Linked DNA regions of Mus musculus: region 2 is linked to region 1. Evidence: chromatin contacts called from public promoter capture Hi-C data. All regions are on one chromosome and are shown on one strand. Each heading gives the region's core, a stretch centred on a gene start, on an enhancer-like site or on the middle of the called end of the contact. The rest is flanking DNA. Distances are from core to core; before and after follow the strand shown. Region 1 holds the start of Gm32946 (a long non-coding RNA gene). Region 2 holds the start of Gltpd2 (glycolipid transfer protein domain containing 2).

Region 1 (7,367 bases), core at 2,048-4,547:
CAGGACTACACAGAGAAACCCTGTCTCAAAGGAAAAAAAAATTGACAGAAGAACTTAAGGAGGGAAGGGGTTATTCAGGCTCCTAGTTTAAAGGCAGAGTCTACTGTGGCAGGGGGTTGTTATGAATAAAATGCCATCAGAAGGGAGGGTTCAGTAGAGAAGTCACACAGAATTACCCCTCAGAGGGCACTGTAGTAAGAGAGTGCTCCCTGGTCACTGAAGGTGGGACATGACCAGGCCTACAGAGAGAGAGAGAGACAGACAGACAGAGACAGACAGAGACAGAGACAGAGCGACAGAGAGCCTTCCCTTCAAATCCTGAGAGCTGGATTAGGGAGAGCTGCCAAGTGTAGCATGAGGAAAGTCTCAGGAGAAGAGATGGGCCTTCAGCTCCCAAGAAACAGGAACTTTCCTACCTTTATAGGTTTGCAGGGGCTGCTGAGAATTTCCACTCCCTGTCATTCAGTCTGGCCTAGTCTATGTGGGACAGGGCATGGAACCGGCAAACTGTGCTGCTGTTGGAATGAGGCCAACAGGCTCACAAGGCCACAGTAGAGAGTGCTTTCCTACCAACTCTGTCCCAAAGAGAGCTGCAAGCTTGGCGGGGGGGGGGGGGGGGGGGGTGCTGGTTTCTGAGCGGGGATCAGTGGAAGGGAACTGGTGGCAGGAGTCTAAAGCAGCTGGCTGCATCCAGTCAGGAAGCAAAGAGACAAAATTGAACCTGAGTCCTCTAGAAGAGCAACCAGTGCACCTAACCACTAAGCCATCTCTCCAGCCATGGTTCATAATCAGGTTTTAAAAATATTTTTTTTCTAAGACAAGGATTCTGTGTGAAGCCTTAGATGTCCTGGAACTTGCTCTGTAGATCAGGTTGGCCTGAAACTTAAAGATCCAATTGCCTCTGCCTCCTGAATGCTGGGATTAAAGGTATACGCCACCAAGCCGGGCTAAATGTATTTTTTTTAAGATTTATTTATTTATTTATTATATGTAAGTACACTGTAGCTATCTTCAGACACACCAGAAGAGGGCATCAGATCTTATTATAGATGGTTGTGAGCCACCATGTGGTTGCTGGGATTTGAACTCAGAACTGTTGGCAGAGCAGTCAGTGCTCTTAACCAGTGAGCCATCTCTCCAGCCCCAGCTAAATGTATTTTTTAAACTGAAATAGAATCGTATCACTTTCTTTCCTGCCTCCAGCACCTTCCTCTAGCCCTTCCATGCACCTCCCCCCCTCTGAAGTTGATAATGTATAACCTGTTTTCCTTTATTATTGCCATATATGTATATGTGTATGCACAAATGTATTTTAATACAACCTGCTGAGTCCATTTGTTTTGGTGGTGTATATATGGCTCAAGGTTGATCACTCTGAACTAGACAAACAATAAAAGGCTCATCCCTAAGAGAAGCCAATTGTCTCTCTCCCAGCAGTCATTAGTTTCCTGTAGGTCGTCTAGGGGTGGGCCTCCATGAAAACTTCCCCCTTCCATGTTAACCTATCCATCAATATCATCATTGCTCTGGCCTTGTTTACACAGCCATGCCTACAAAAGACTGTTTCACTTTCTGTATCCTGCATCTTACAACCCTTTGCCCCCTTTTCCACAATGTTCCCTAAGCCATAGATAGGTGCAGGAGCTGTGATGTAGATATATTCCATCATGGCTGGGCCTCCTACAATCTATTGGTCTCTGCATTGTGTCCAGTTGTGGTCTTCTGTGGTGGTCTCCATTCGCTGCCAGGAGAGGCTCCTTTGACAGGTGTGATACCTACAGGATAAGATTTAGAATGATGGAAGAAGTTATGCTTGTCTAGCAAAGTGGTATGAAGTGGAAACTTACAGTTTCTTTGGAAAGTCAGTTGTGTTGGTTGTTGTTTTGCTGAGGCAAACACATGAAGGACTGTTTTTCTGAAGCAGACACAGGGGAAAGGATGTTTTTCATCCTTTGCACATGAAAGGATGCGTGATGAAGGATGCTTCACTAATGACAGGCATGTATTGGTTCACCTTACATGGCAATGATGAGCTCTGCTTGCCATGAATCCATAGAGAGAAACACACCAAAAACCTCTGGTGGTGTGCTGGCGGCTTCTTGCCACTTCCCCGGACTCGGGTCGATTGGCAGAGTGATGTCAGCCGGTCCAGACTCACGTGGAGTTTTGTTAAGACAGACTCACATGCTGAGGCAAGACATGTGATGAGGCAAGATCCATGGAGGACACATGATGTTTGGAGAGAGTATAAATAGGACTCGACGGAGAGTGATGGGGGCTTGCACAGCTAGCTTTGCAATGCTTGTAGTATCTTCACAGATCTTCACTTTGTTGAGAGAGACACAGCAAAGAACTCCTGGTGTCCCTGCTGACTCATGCTGAGTCAGCGGAGGCCTGGCTATATCTGCTAGGTCATGCCACAGCTGCTGATTTGTGTTTGCTATTCCAACACTCCTGAACTGACTGACTGTATATCTGTGAAGTGTTTTCGAGTGTATCTAGCTGCCGATGTTGACCTGTGAACTGGACTGTTGATTTTCTAAACAGGTTGACTTCCCCGTATCCTAATAACCTCTCTTTCCCACTGCCTCTGCTGGGCGGTAGCCTAGAAGGGAGGATAAAGTGTTTAAGAACCCATATTAAAAGTAGTCTCTGAAAAATAAAAACAATGGTGGTAGTAATACGTTCTCTTCTCAGCTCTATGACCTTGCTAGTTCCGGGAAGCTAGTTCCAGTACGAGGCATGGTTGCCCTCTGTCGAGTGAATGTCAACTCCACCAACATGCAAATGCCACTTATTGCATTTTTATATATATCTCACCCATGTGCCAACTGTTGTGGGTCACAGGTTTGCAGCTGGGTAGTGTTGTGGATTTGGTCTAACTCTTGTATTGTGTTTATTGGGTGCCCAAAATTACATGGGAATCTGCACATAAGATAGTGAGGGACCCTGCCCCCAATTGGTTTTGATTGGTAAATAAAGTTGCCGGTGGCCACTGGCTGGGCAGGGAGACAGAAGGAGGACTTTAGAATTCCCAGGCAAGGGACCGAGGGAGGAGGGAGAGAGCCATCACTCTGGGAAAGGAGCAAAGACAAGGCCTAAGAGGTGCAGAAGAAAGAGCATAACCATCACGTAAGAGTTGGGGATCGTGGCCCAGGAGCACGGCAGGTCTGGGTCCGGGACAGCCAAGATGGAAAATAGGTCTTAGTAAGTAATAAGTCAGGAATACCAGCGGCGGGGAGACTGTTAGCCACATGGAGATTAGGAAGTGGCCCAGCCTACACTCAGGATAGCAGCGCCACCGTGTGGTACAGCTCCAGTTTCAGGTGCCCTTAAGCAACATTTCGCAATACTATTTATGCCTCTTTCCTAAATACTAAAGTGAAATGTTAGACCGTTAGTTCTTACAGCTTCTTTTTAAAAATCCATAATTAAACTCCTAAGACTAAGTTGACCACTTACACACACACACACACACCCCACCCCCAGCTCCTTTCAATAGTGGTCACTCTTAGAGTGACCAGGGAAAACTGCTTGCGGTGAGGTCAAGGAGGCGTGGCCTCAGAAGATACCAGTTTTCTGGTTCCAATCCAGATATGCTGAACCAGATCCAGAGCCAGGACGACTGTGTTCTAAGTTCACTGGCCAAAGGCCGGCCGTCTTGGGTCTTACCTATCTCTAACAGTTCACATCCTTTCTTGCCGTTGAGTGAGAACTGCAGGGTTGGAGGTAAACAAGAGCACCTACCCAGAGCTCTGCTCCGGGGTGGGGTCTTCCCACGCAGAACAAAATCCCACTCCCCGGGCATCACTGCCACGCACTGAGTGGGTAGTAGAATCTCCTGCAGTAGTTTCTCTCAGCGTCTCACCCCAGGTGTATCTTCTCAGCCAGCTCCTTTAACCAACTGCCTCTGTGGATCCTCAACACTCAAGTCTGCTACAAGCATCTCTTCAACCTAGTAGAAGATGAAGCTTCTGGCATGCATGTTTTTGACGCAGCCTGCAACAGACTTTGCGGTGCTCTGATTGGCCAAAGAGCATATTTGAGAACCACCAGCTGAGACTGCGCTCCTGTCCTTTGTGGGGAGATGGGGTCCATTGCTGCGGATGGAGAGGAAGGATCCCAGCACCAAAATCATTCAGTCTTTTCATCCTGCTCCTTGCCTGCCTGCAAAGCCCAGTAAAGTGTAGTGAAAGTTCGTCTGCAGCCGCAGCCTGGCAGGCACGAAGGGGATTGGGAGTGGGAGTGAGGTGTCTGGGAGGCTACAGGAGCCTGCTGTAAACCCAGTGGTCCCTGGACTGGGAGTCTGGCTAAATGTGATCCATGCTTCCACCGGATTCCAGCATCCCATCCGCCCTAGAGGGTGGAGGTGGGGGTCTATCTCACCCACCAAGCCTGCCTGTAACTCCTGCTAGCAATAGCTTTTGTTCTTAGCTTTTAAAGATAAAACGCGGTGCTGGGTTTCAGGAAATTAAGCTTGTGTGTGTGTGTGTGTGTGTGTGTGTGTGTGTGTGTGTGTGTGTGTGTAGCCAAACTGACATTTAATATCCTCCCTAGATGAAGTCAGCAGGTAACCTGGCAAAAGGTCCTTATTCTGACAAAAGCTGGTCTGAGGCTGTCCTGCCTCATAGGCCCGTGTACAGAGCTGATGACTAAACACACTTCTCTAGACAAGCAACAACTTCAACAAAGAAATCAAAATCCCAGCCAGGTTTTGTAATGCATGCCTTTAATCCCAGCACTAGTGAGCCAGAGGCAGGTAGATGTTGTGAGTTTGAAGCCAGTCAGGACAGAGAAACCCTGTGGGGTTTATTTTGTTTTGCTTTTGTTCATTTGTTTCTTTGTTTGGGCAAGGTATCCCTGTATGGCCCAGGTTGTCTAGAACTCCTCAGTCCTACCTCAGCCACAGCCTCAGCCTCAGCCTCAGCCTCAGCCTCAGCCTCAGCCTCAGCCTCAGCCTCCAGGGCTAGAATGATAGGCATGTGCCATCATGACCAGCCCCATCTTTTGGAGATGTGTTGTCATTAGGACATGTCCAGGACTGGAGAGAAGGCTCAGCAGGTAGGACAGGTAGGAGTGCTTGCTGCTCTTGGAGAGGACCAGGCTCCCAGTAGCCAGGTGGGAGTTCGGGGTAAGAACTTACAACCGCTGTGAGTCCAGTCCTATCGAATCCTCTTCTGGCTTGGGGAAATCTACACTAACTGCGCACATCCACACAGAGACACACATGTATTCACATAAGTTTAAAAAATATTTTTTAAAAAAAAGAGAATTCCTCAAAATTAAGTGGTTCAAGGGAAATACATCATGACTGAAATAGTAACACTAATCTCAGTTCTAAGATGAATGCTTTCAATGACAAACGTTCCTTTCTTATAATTCCAAAATATGGGAAGGTCAGCTGTCAAAATAAGAAGTTCAGCAGGAGGTCCGGCATCTGGTGAGGGTGCTCTTTCTAGTTTGCAAACAGCAACCCTCTTGCAGGTGGCCACATCACATCCAACGGTGGTCAGAAAGAGTGGATGTATGTGTTCTTACAGTTTCTCATAGGCCCCAATCCCATCATGGGGACCAGTCGCTCATGACTTCATCTAAATCTAATCAAAGACACCAACATTGAATCCCACCATTCCATCATAGTGAAGGGAGAGCATCAGCCGGGCAGTGGTGGCACACGCCTTTAATCCCAGTACTTCAGAGGCAGAGAGAGGTGGATTTCTGAGTTTGAGGCCATCCTGCTCTACAGAGTGAGTTCCAGAACAGCCCGGGTTATACGAGAAACCCTGTCTCAAAAAACAAATAAACAACAACAAAAAAAAAAAATAGAAGAAGGGAGAGAGAGCATCAGTGTAGGATTTTCAGGAGCACATTCAGCCTATAGGCTCCTGGGCCTTGCTAAAATCTGGACTGGCTCATGAACAGGCCAGGCAGGATGTGCCTGTTGCCCAAGTAGATACTTAGAAAATGGACTGGAGAACCATAGATGATCAGGGACATGAATTCTACCTCAGGAGCCCAAGGGTAGGTATGGCAGGACACGACTGGCCGAGGGTATTTACGAGGACTATAAGACACTCTAAGCAATCCACATTGATCAAAACACCTAAAAGTCACAATGTATACGTGTATCTTGATTTACATAGCACCCCACAAACCTGCACAACTTTTATGTCAATTTAAAAGATAGAGAAAAAGAAAGAAAGAAAGAAAGAAAGAAAGAAAGAAAGAAAGAAAGAAAGAAAGAAAGAGGGAGAAAGAAAGAGAGAGAAAGAGAGAGAGAAAGAAAGAAAAAAGGGAGGGAGGGAGGGAGGGAGGAAGGAAGGAAGGGAGAGAGAGAGAGAGAAAGGAAGGAAGGAAGGAAGGAAGGAAGGAAGGAAGGAAGGAAGGAAGGGAAAGGAAGAAAGAAAGAAAGAAAGAAAGAAAGAAAGAAAGAAAGAGAGAGAGAGAGAGAGAAAGAACACACCCTGTGCTATTACCTTTGTTGGGCCTTACCGAAGCTCTGAAGGACCAAATGATGACATCCATTTTAAAGAAAAGAGGAAATTCACTTACTGAAGGTCTGTTGCCTATGGTTGTACACAAGCTGTTCCCTTAGCTGCAAAGGGAAGCACAGGTTCAACCATAGACGACACAGGTACCTGGTGTTTCATGTACACTGCATGAAACTTTTAAGTGTTGACATTCCCACAGTCCAGGCATCTGGTGCTTGGGGAACAGAGCTCCACAGGGAATGAGGGATAGATATCCATTCTTTTTTCCATTAAGCTTGAGACACTTCAGAGACTGCAGAGCAGCATGCCAGGATCAGCCGCGCGCATCCAACAGGTCCTGTTTACAGTAGAAAATGGAGCCACTGTCAACCTGATCTGATCGTCCAGATCTCTCTCTCCTGGGCATCTGGAGGCAGGTCTGACCTTTTTAAGCTATGTAAATCTCTACAGTCTTCCAAGAACTGGGGCAATGAGCTTCCTGCTTATCTGAGTTAATAATCACTAAAACTATTACCTTTGATATCAAAAAGAAATATAAACTCAATTGTACAATTGTACAGTTGTCCAAGCAGGAGAGTCCAATCCTGTGTGCAACAGGAAAACATATTTCACTTCCCCTCTCAGACGCTGTCATCAGAGCAGAGGGTAAGAAACGCTCCCATGTGGTCCCTGCCACGGTACAGCCTTGTTCAAGTCCATCTCTTCAAGGTTCAGTTTGCTCATCTATAAAATCCTAGCCATCTGGTCTACCCAGAAAGGTCACAGTAAGGGTTAAAGCAGTGTACATGAAACACCAGGAACCTGTGTCGTCTATGGTTGAACCTGTGCTTCCCTTTGCAGCTAAGGGAACAGCTTGTGTACAACCATAGGCAACAG
Region 2 (7,367 bases), core at 1,928-4,427, 440 kb before region 1:
TATGTAAGTACACTGTAGCTGTCTTCAGACACACCAAAGGAGGGCATCAGATCTCATTATGGATGGCGATGAGCCATCATGTGGTTGCTGGGATTTGAACTCAGGACCTTCGGAAGAGCAGTCAGTGCTCTTTAACCGCTGAGCCATCTCTCCAGCCCCTTTTTTTTTTTTTAAAGATAGGATCTCATGAAGTCTCCAAGTTGCTACGTAGCCCGCCCAGGTTGGCTTTGAACTCCTGATCCTCCTCCCTCTACCTTCCTTTTGCTGGTAGGTTGCTATGCATACCCTGCTTTTTGTTTGTTTTGTTTTCCAGACAAGGACTCACTACATAACTCTGACTGGCCTGGGACTCACAGAGATCTGACTGCTTCTGCCTTCGAGTGCTGGGATTAAAGGCATGAGCCACCACATCAGGTGCCCACACTGCTTTTATATAGGTGATAAGGGATCCTAACCCTGTTTTTCACCTCAAGTACTTTACTGGCTAAGCCATTTCTCTAGCCCCCAATACTGACATTTTAAAGAATCACCTTTTGCTGGTCAGTTGTAGCACATGCCTTTAATCTCAGCACTCAGGAGGCAGAGGCAGGCAGATCTCTGTGAGTTCAAGACCAACCTGGTCTGCAAAGCAAGTTCCAGGATACCAGGGCTACGCAAGGAAAACAAACAAACAAACAAACAAACAAAAAACCTGGTCTCAAAAACAAAAACAAAGAACTGAGCAAACAAACAAAAGAATGACCTTTTATAGTTTAGTGACCGTACAACTGTAAGAAAGGCAAAGATAGTCCAGATGATACATAAAGCTGATTTAGACAAAGAAACTTGGGAAATGTGGGGAGTAGTCAGATTTTCATAGATTCAATGTTGGTATGGGGAAAGTCACGTTAACAAGATTTTGGATCTAAGAACCTGGAAAAATTGAATTCCTGCCTGGCAGTGATGGCACAGGCCTTTAATCCCAGCACTTGGGAGGCAGAGGCAGGCAGATCTCTGAGTTCTCGGCCAGCCTGGTCTACAGAGTGAGTTCCAGGGCTACACAGAAAAACCCTGTCTCGAAAAAAACAAAAACAAACAAACAAACAAACAAAAGAATTCCTTACTGAGCTAACGTGACTATGAAAGTACTATTTTAGAAGAAAGCATTAGAAACAGTCTGAAGCTGATAGGTGTGCTATGCCTAGTTGACATCCAAATGGAAATGCCAAATATCCAGCTGGATGGATAGAAATATATAGTTCAGAAAAAAAGTAGATTTGAGGTACGTTTGGGAGTTAGTCTAAGTTAGTCTAGGAAATGCTTTATGTCTTTCACATTCACTAGTACGGAAGTGACCAAGGAGACCTTTGTGGAGTGCCTGTTTGGTGAGAGGCATGGTGCACGGGCTTTAGGTTGGAGACAGAACACAGAAATAAATGTACTTTTGGTGGAGGGAAGTAGCACTCAGGCGGGACATGCTGCGTTGGCTGTGTGGAGGGCAGATCTGGACTGAGACTTGGTAAGCGCTGGCAACTGAAGCCATGGAGCAGCTGAAATGAGCTCAGGGGAATATGAGTCCTTCAGATGCAAAGAGCAGGGATAACAGGTCTTCCCACACCCTCCCCCAGCCCTTAAGCTAGCTCTCCAGTTATCATACATAACGCCGGATGTCGACAGCTACTAAAGCATTCTTTATTCTTCATTGCTTCTTCCAGCTTCCAGAGGCTGAAGATGAGAGGATCTCACACATCACTGAGACTGCCCTGCTGGGGGTGGGCCTTAACTGTGGTGACTTCACTAAAGAGGACCGCTAGCTACTCTCAGGCCGCCGGTAACCCTGAGTATGTACATCCCTTCCCAGAAATGCCTTTCTGGTCGGTCTCTTGATGCCGCGGCCATCAAGCCAGCTGGAGCAGGCCGTGGCCGGCCAGCAGGCCCTGGGTACGATTGTACACATCCTCCAGGACGCCGGCGGCCCGGGCCAGAGCAACCCGCGCGTCCGCCTCTCCTGTTCCGGGACACGCCAGCTGGAGCAGGCGACCGCGACTCGGGAGGGCCAAGATCGCCAGGCGAGCGGCCTGACGGATAAGCCATGGATGGTGCGGGGCCAGGGCGGTGCTGTAGGCTTCCCCGCACTGCGTGCCCGCATCTGGACCTCCAAGCGTCCCTGTCGCCACCCTGTGGAGGCAGAGCTGGGACCAGCGCAGCGCGCGATGCAACAAAAGTAGCGTTCGAGAGCCCGAGGACCCGGCTGAATGCCCAGGTTCGGTTCCCGGGCGCTGTAGCAATCCTGCTCCCCGCTCCCATGTGATCATAGTCATCAGCGATGTGTAGTGTGAAGCATTGGGGCCGTGCACACGAGCCTCGAGGTCGGTCACCTTGTTGAAGGCCTCGCTGGTGGCAAAGGCGAAGACAGTGCCAAGGGGAGTTAGGAACCTGTTTGGTGGTGGAAGTGGGGAGATGACTTGCGAAACCACAGAATCATTTGGAGGAAGATGGGCTTGGGGAAGGGAGACCACTCACCTAAGTAGTTCTCTCCATCCTGCCAGATACTGAGACAACGCCACATCCCCTTCAGGGCTCATACAGGCCAGGAAGGGGCTCACCATGCGACCCAGCGCCCCATGAGGCCCTAGACAGGGAAGCTCTTCCTTCTCTGGGACCACTAGGGGTCTGGCCGCTGGGCCAGTCTGGGAGATAGATATAAGAGATACATGAAAAGTTCCTAGCCTGCTAGGCCTACTTAGCCACTGTTGGGCCCTGAAGAATGTCCCTCAGGTTTAGCTGGGGTTCCTCCTGGTTATTCTTGACATCTGAAGGGGGGAGGGAACAGAGAGGGAGGAGCCTCCTTTCATTCGATTCTCAGTCTGGTTCCCCTGTTTCTTTGTTGCAGAGTCCCCAGACTCTGGCCTTAAAACTCAAACATACCTGGGAAGGTAGCGGTCTCTCTGGATTGCAGGACTGCACCCCTGCCGGGAAACTAAGCAGGGAGCCGAGGACTGGAGAAGGAGAAGGGAGTTTGAGTCCCCGCAGGCCGGACTGCTGGGTTCTCTGAGCTGGTAAGGGGAAGGGCCACTCATAGAAGAACCATATACTGATGTAAAGAAGTAACAGCGTTAAGATAGCGAAGGGAATTGCATGGCGGAACCAGCGTCCCAGGGCTGGGGACAGTGAGACCCCCATGACCATCGCTGGTGCACCTCACCTAGCTAGTTGGTGGCCTTTCCCTTCCCGTGGTGTCCAGAGGTGCAGAGAGTTAATAATTAATCTATTAAGGACCCCTCCCTTGTGTCCTTTGCCCTAGAGGTCAGATCCTAGGGTGAGAGACATAATGACGATTTGGGGGACATAATATGTGACCTGTCTCTGCATTGCCTTTACCTGTGGGGCTAGCTTGTCGTAAGAGGCAGCGTCTTGTGGGTTCTCCTTAAATCTGGACACGAATCCACTGTAAGCTGCAGATAATGGGCCTTTGTAAATCTCATGTGAGGATCAATTGATAACGCATGTGAAAGCATTCCAAGTGGAAAGCTGACCACAGTTGCCCAATACGTCTTACTTGTTAAGGCTCGAGGATGGGGCTTTAGGCTCTCTCTCTCTCTTTTTTTTTTTTTTACATTCTTGCCGAGAGGTCTGGAAACCTTGGGAATAAAAATTTCAATTCCCCAGGAAGCTTACTGGGCTTCTCTGAAGGAGCCACTGACAAAGAACCTTTAGCCAATGATGGCCTGAGTTAGGGAGGATAAGGCTGTAGCTGAGTCTGCTTGTGAGACTCCTGGCTGAAGAAGATAACAAAGCCAGAACTGAGCTGGCTTCCAAAAATCTTCAGGGTCTCACCAATTATAATAGAACTAACCTAGCACCTAATGAAAATGGTACTAATGTTACTGCTTTGACCCTTACCAATCATATTAGAGGTTACCTAGTCCTTCTGGGAAATTCCCCTAGACCTGCCTAAAAGGATGTCTTGCAAGCCCCTCAAGTCATTGCCATTTTGTTGTGACCCCTGCATGCTGGTAATTTCTGCAGAATAGACGCTCTTTGCCTTTGCACACTATTTGAGTCTGGGGCCTTCCATCAGTGATTCTTGGACATTATAATTTAATTTTTTGAGCTTCACTTTAGCGTTTCATTCATTAAATCAGTCATTACTTTCCTATGGCAGGCCCTACACTAGACCCCCAGAATACAAAAGTATTTTCATAGCTGGGCACAGTAGCTCAGGTCTTCATGTAACCTTAGGTATTTGGGAGGCTGAGATAGGAATATCAAAAGTTCAAGGCCAGCCTGGATAACTTATCTAGACTCTGTCTTAACATGCTTTATAAAAAGGGACACTCCAACTCTAGTGATAATGTTTAGGCCCAGCATCTGACATACCATTGTAGGTTTCCCTGTAATACAGACTCTAACAAGAAATGGCTATCCAGAACCCCTGTTAATCTTTATTCCAAGAAACTTAGAAAAGCACCCAAATCCACACATGGTGCGTGCCCAGGCAGACTTTGAGGAGTTTGTGCTCTGAGAACTAAAGTCCTAGGGAACCTGCCTAAAACAACAACAACAATGGGTGACCCCACCTGTGCTAAATATGCCCATGACAGGATCTGGCATTCTTTCCTTATTGAGGAGCAGAAAACCAGTGTGTAAGTGTTGACAGCACAAATACAGAGTCAGAAAACGAAGTAAACATTAAGCTTTTTAAAATAATAAAAATCAAATCAAGCCTTGTTCTGTGAACAACATTAAAAATCGTTTAAAAAATTTTTTTTAAAGTATAAAATGGGTTAGGGATATAGTTCAGTGGTAGTGTCTTCCTGGAATGTGCAAGACTCTAGGTGCAGTCCCCAGTACTGTGTGTGTGTGTGTGTGTCTGTGTGTCTGTGTGTCTGTGTGTCTGTGTGTGCACAGCTCAAGCTTCACTGGGGAGAGAGGAGAACCTTCTGGCTTCCTCACTGGAATGTGAGCTTTGGTGACAACAGGCACTCTGTACGTTGAAGACTGGATCCATGGCTTTCTGACTTTTTAAGGGGGCCAGGGAAGCACCTCTAGTGCTGGGTTGTAGACATCATCGACCCCCCCCCTTTCCCTTCCCCTTTTTATTTTTTATTTATTTTTTATTTTTTTTTTTAAAGATTTATTTATTTATTATATGTAAGTACACTGTAGCTGTCTTCAGACACTCCAGAAGAGGGCGTCAGATCTTGTTACAGATGGTTGTGAGCCACCATGTGGTTGCTGGGATTTGAACTCTGGACCTTCGGAAGAGCAGTCGGGTGCTCTTACCCACTGAGCCATCTCACCAGCCCCCCCCCCCCCTTTTTTATTTTTGAGACAGGATTTAAACTGTTCAGGTTGATTCGTTTTATTAATTTATTAATTTACTTGTTTGAGACAGTCTCTTTACATAGGCCTGGTTCATTTTATTTATTTACTTACTTGTTTGTTGAGACATATCCCCAACTATCCTGAAACTCACCACATAGATCTGGCTGGTCTCAGACTCACAGAGATCTGCCTACCTCTGCCTCCTGAGTGCTGGGATTAAAAGGCGTGCATTATCATGCCCTATATCCCAGGCTGGTTTTGAACTTTCTATCCTCCGACTCAGCTATTTGAGCCACTGTGATCACATATGGACTTGAGCCGCTAGGCCTGGCCAAGCACCTTACTTTTCTTGGTCATTTTCAGAAATTTAGAATATTTCTTAAATCAAATTGCCTTACAATAAATATGTGTTAAAAAACAGAGGAATGTGTCTGAGGTCAGCAGATCAGGGCTGGTGCCCCCTAACAAATCCAGCCAAGTTTTGTTTTCTTGTTTTGTGAATTAGGGGTCCATCTGCTGGTCATAGAAGGAAAGGCATTCTGGGAAAAGATTCTAGACCGTTAAGCAAGGCAAGATAAAGGGGATGTAGCACCAGAACTCAGGAGGCCAAGACAGAAGGGTCAAGGGTTCTAGGTCAGCCTTGGCTACATAGTGAATGGTGTTTCATCGTATCTTAAAGAATACAAGAAGCAGAGGAAGAGTAGCCTTATTTGTTCTTAGTTATCTCAGTCCCTGTCCATAAGGTCTTGGCGGTTAAGAGCATGGACTGCTCTTCCGAAGATCCTCAGTTCAAATCCCAGCATCCACATGGTGGCTCACAACCATCCGCAATGAGATCTAACGCCCTCTTTTGGTGCATCTGAAGACACAGCTACAGTGTACTTAGATATAATAATAAATAAATCTTTAAAAAGAAAAAGTGCCATAAGATATGGCTGCAGGCAAGCCTGCATTTTCTTAGTTAGCGATTGATGGGGGAGAGCCCAGTCTGTTGTGGGTGGTCCTGGGCTCTATAAAAAAGCAGGCTGAATAAGCCATGAGGAGCAAGCCAGTAAGCAGCACCCCTCCATGGCCTTTCATCAGCTTTTGCCTCCAGGTTCCTGCCATGCTAGAGTTCCTACAGTGGGAATGTAAGCCAAATAAACCCTTTCTTCCCCAGCTTGCTTTTGGTCATGGTGTTTCACTGTGGCAATAGAAACCCTAAGTAAGACTGCTAACGCCAGGCAGTGGTGTCTCATGCCTTTAATCCCAGCACTTAAGGAGGCAGAGGCAGGCAGATTTCTGAGTTCGAGGCCAGCCTGATCTACAGAGTAAGTTCCAGGACAGCCAGGGCTATACAGTGTCCCGACCCGAGGGACAGTCGAACAGGCACTTGAGAGGCACCTGGAAGAGAATGGGGGGACAAAGAGATACAAAGAACAAGACAAGCTGACAAATTTTTATTTTTCCCACACAGGTTATATACTCATAGGAGCAGGAAGGGGGTGAAGTGGGGTCGCTTTGTCTCTGAGTAGTGCACCTATTCCCAGGAACAGGATGTTGACTGGGTAAACAGTTCAGCAAGAAGATCAGAACAGAATGGGTTAATAGGCACCTATCCACAAGATTTATAGCTCTTTGTTTTCCACTGACTTCAGGATCTATGTCTATTTGTACTCAGCTGGGCTAGTACTTTCCCACAGAGGCCAAGACTTTGTGCCGGCAAGCACTTATGGCTGACAAGGCAGTTAACATTCAAACAGGGTCGCTCCCAACAATACAGAGAAACTCTATCTTGATAAAACAAAACAAAACAAAACAAAACGACTGCCACATACAGTATTTCAGGACAACCTGGGTTCCAGAGGAAGATCCTGTCTCTCTGGGTGTATCTGGTGTCCAAGATTCTCAAAGAATCAGAGCCACAGCCTTAAGAAGACCTTTTCCCAGCCCTTATCCTTCCCAGCCGTGATCTATGTTAACAGTATTCTTTTCTACATCCTGTAGGGTTGTCTCTCATCCTCACACTGTCTCCTGCCTAATCCTATCCCTGGCAAATTTTCCTAGAATCACTGCAGTCT

What was found. Promoter capture Hi-C pulls out the DNA fragments that hold promoters and counts their contacts.
Region 2: a contact with region 1 is called in a promoter capture Hi-C map of liver, with 2.5 times the contacts expected there. The contact joins the promoter of Gltpd2 here to the enhancer-like site in region 1. A contact is called at or near these places in 9 of 39 promoter capture datasets (the 3T3-L1 cell line, cranial neural crest, embryonic stem cells and 5 more), 2 of 484 Hi-C or Micro-C datasets (cortical neurons and embryonic fibroblasts) and 1 of 115 datasets of contacts at active chromatin or transcription factors (embryonic basal ganglia).

What each region holds. Positions count from the first base shown.
Region 1 is chr11:70,070,786-70,078,152 of GRCm38.p6, reverse strand. It overlaps Gm32946 (a long non-coding RNA gene), which reads right to left and starts at 482. Exons shown (of 4, transcript XR_879978.1): 1 at 417-482. Within about 2 kb of position 3,297, at least 39 of the 459 cell types and tissues checked have an H3K27ac peak or open chromatin away from gene starts, as enhancers often do. A contact at or near this core is called in liver, where this site is marked.
Region 2 is chr11:70,515,019-70,522,385 of GRCm38.p6, reverse strand. Gltpd2 (glycolipid transfer protein domain containing 2) reads right to left here and starts at 3,177. Exons shown (of 3, transcript NM_146020.1): 1 at 2,908-3,177; 2 at 2,503-2,669; 3 at 1,650-2,415. The coding sequence starts at 3,168. The coding sequence ends at 1,878.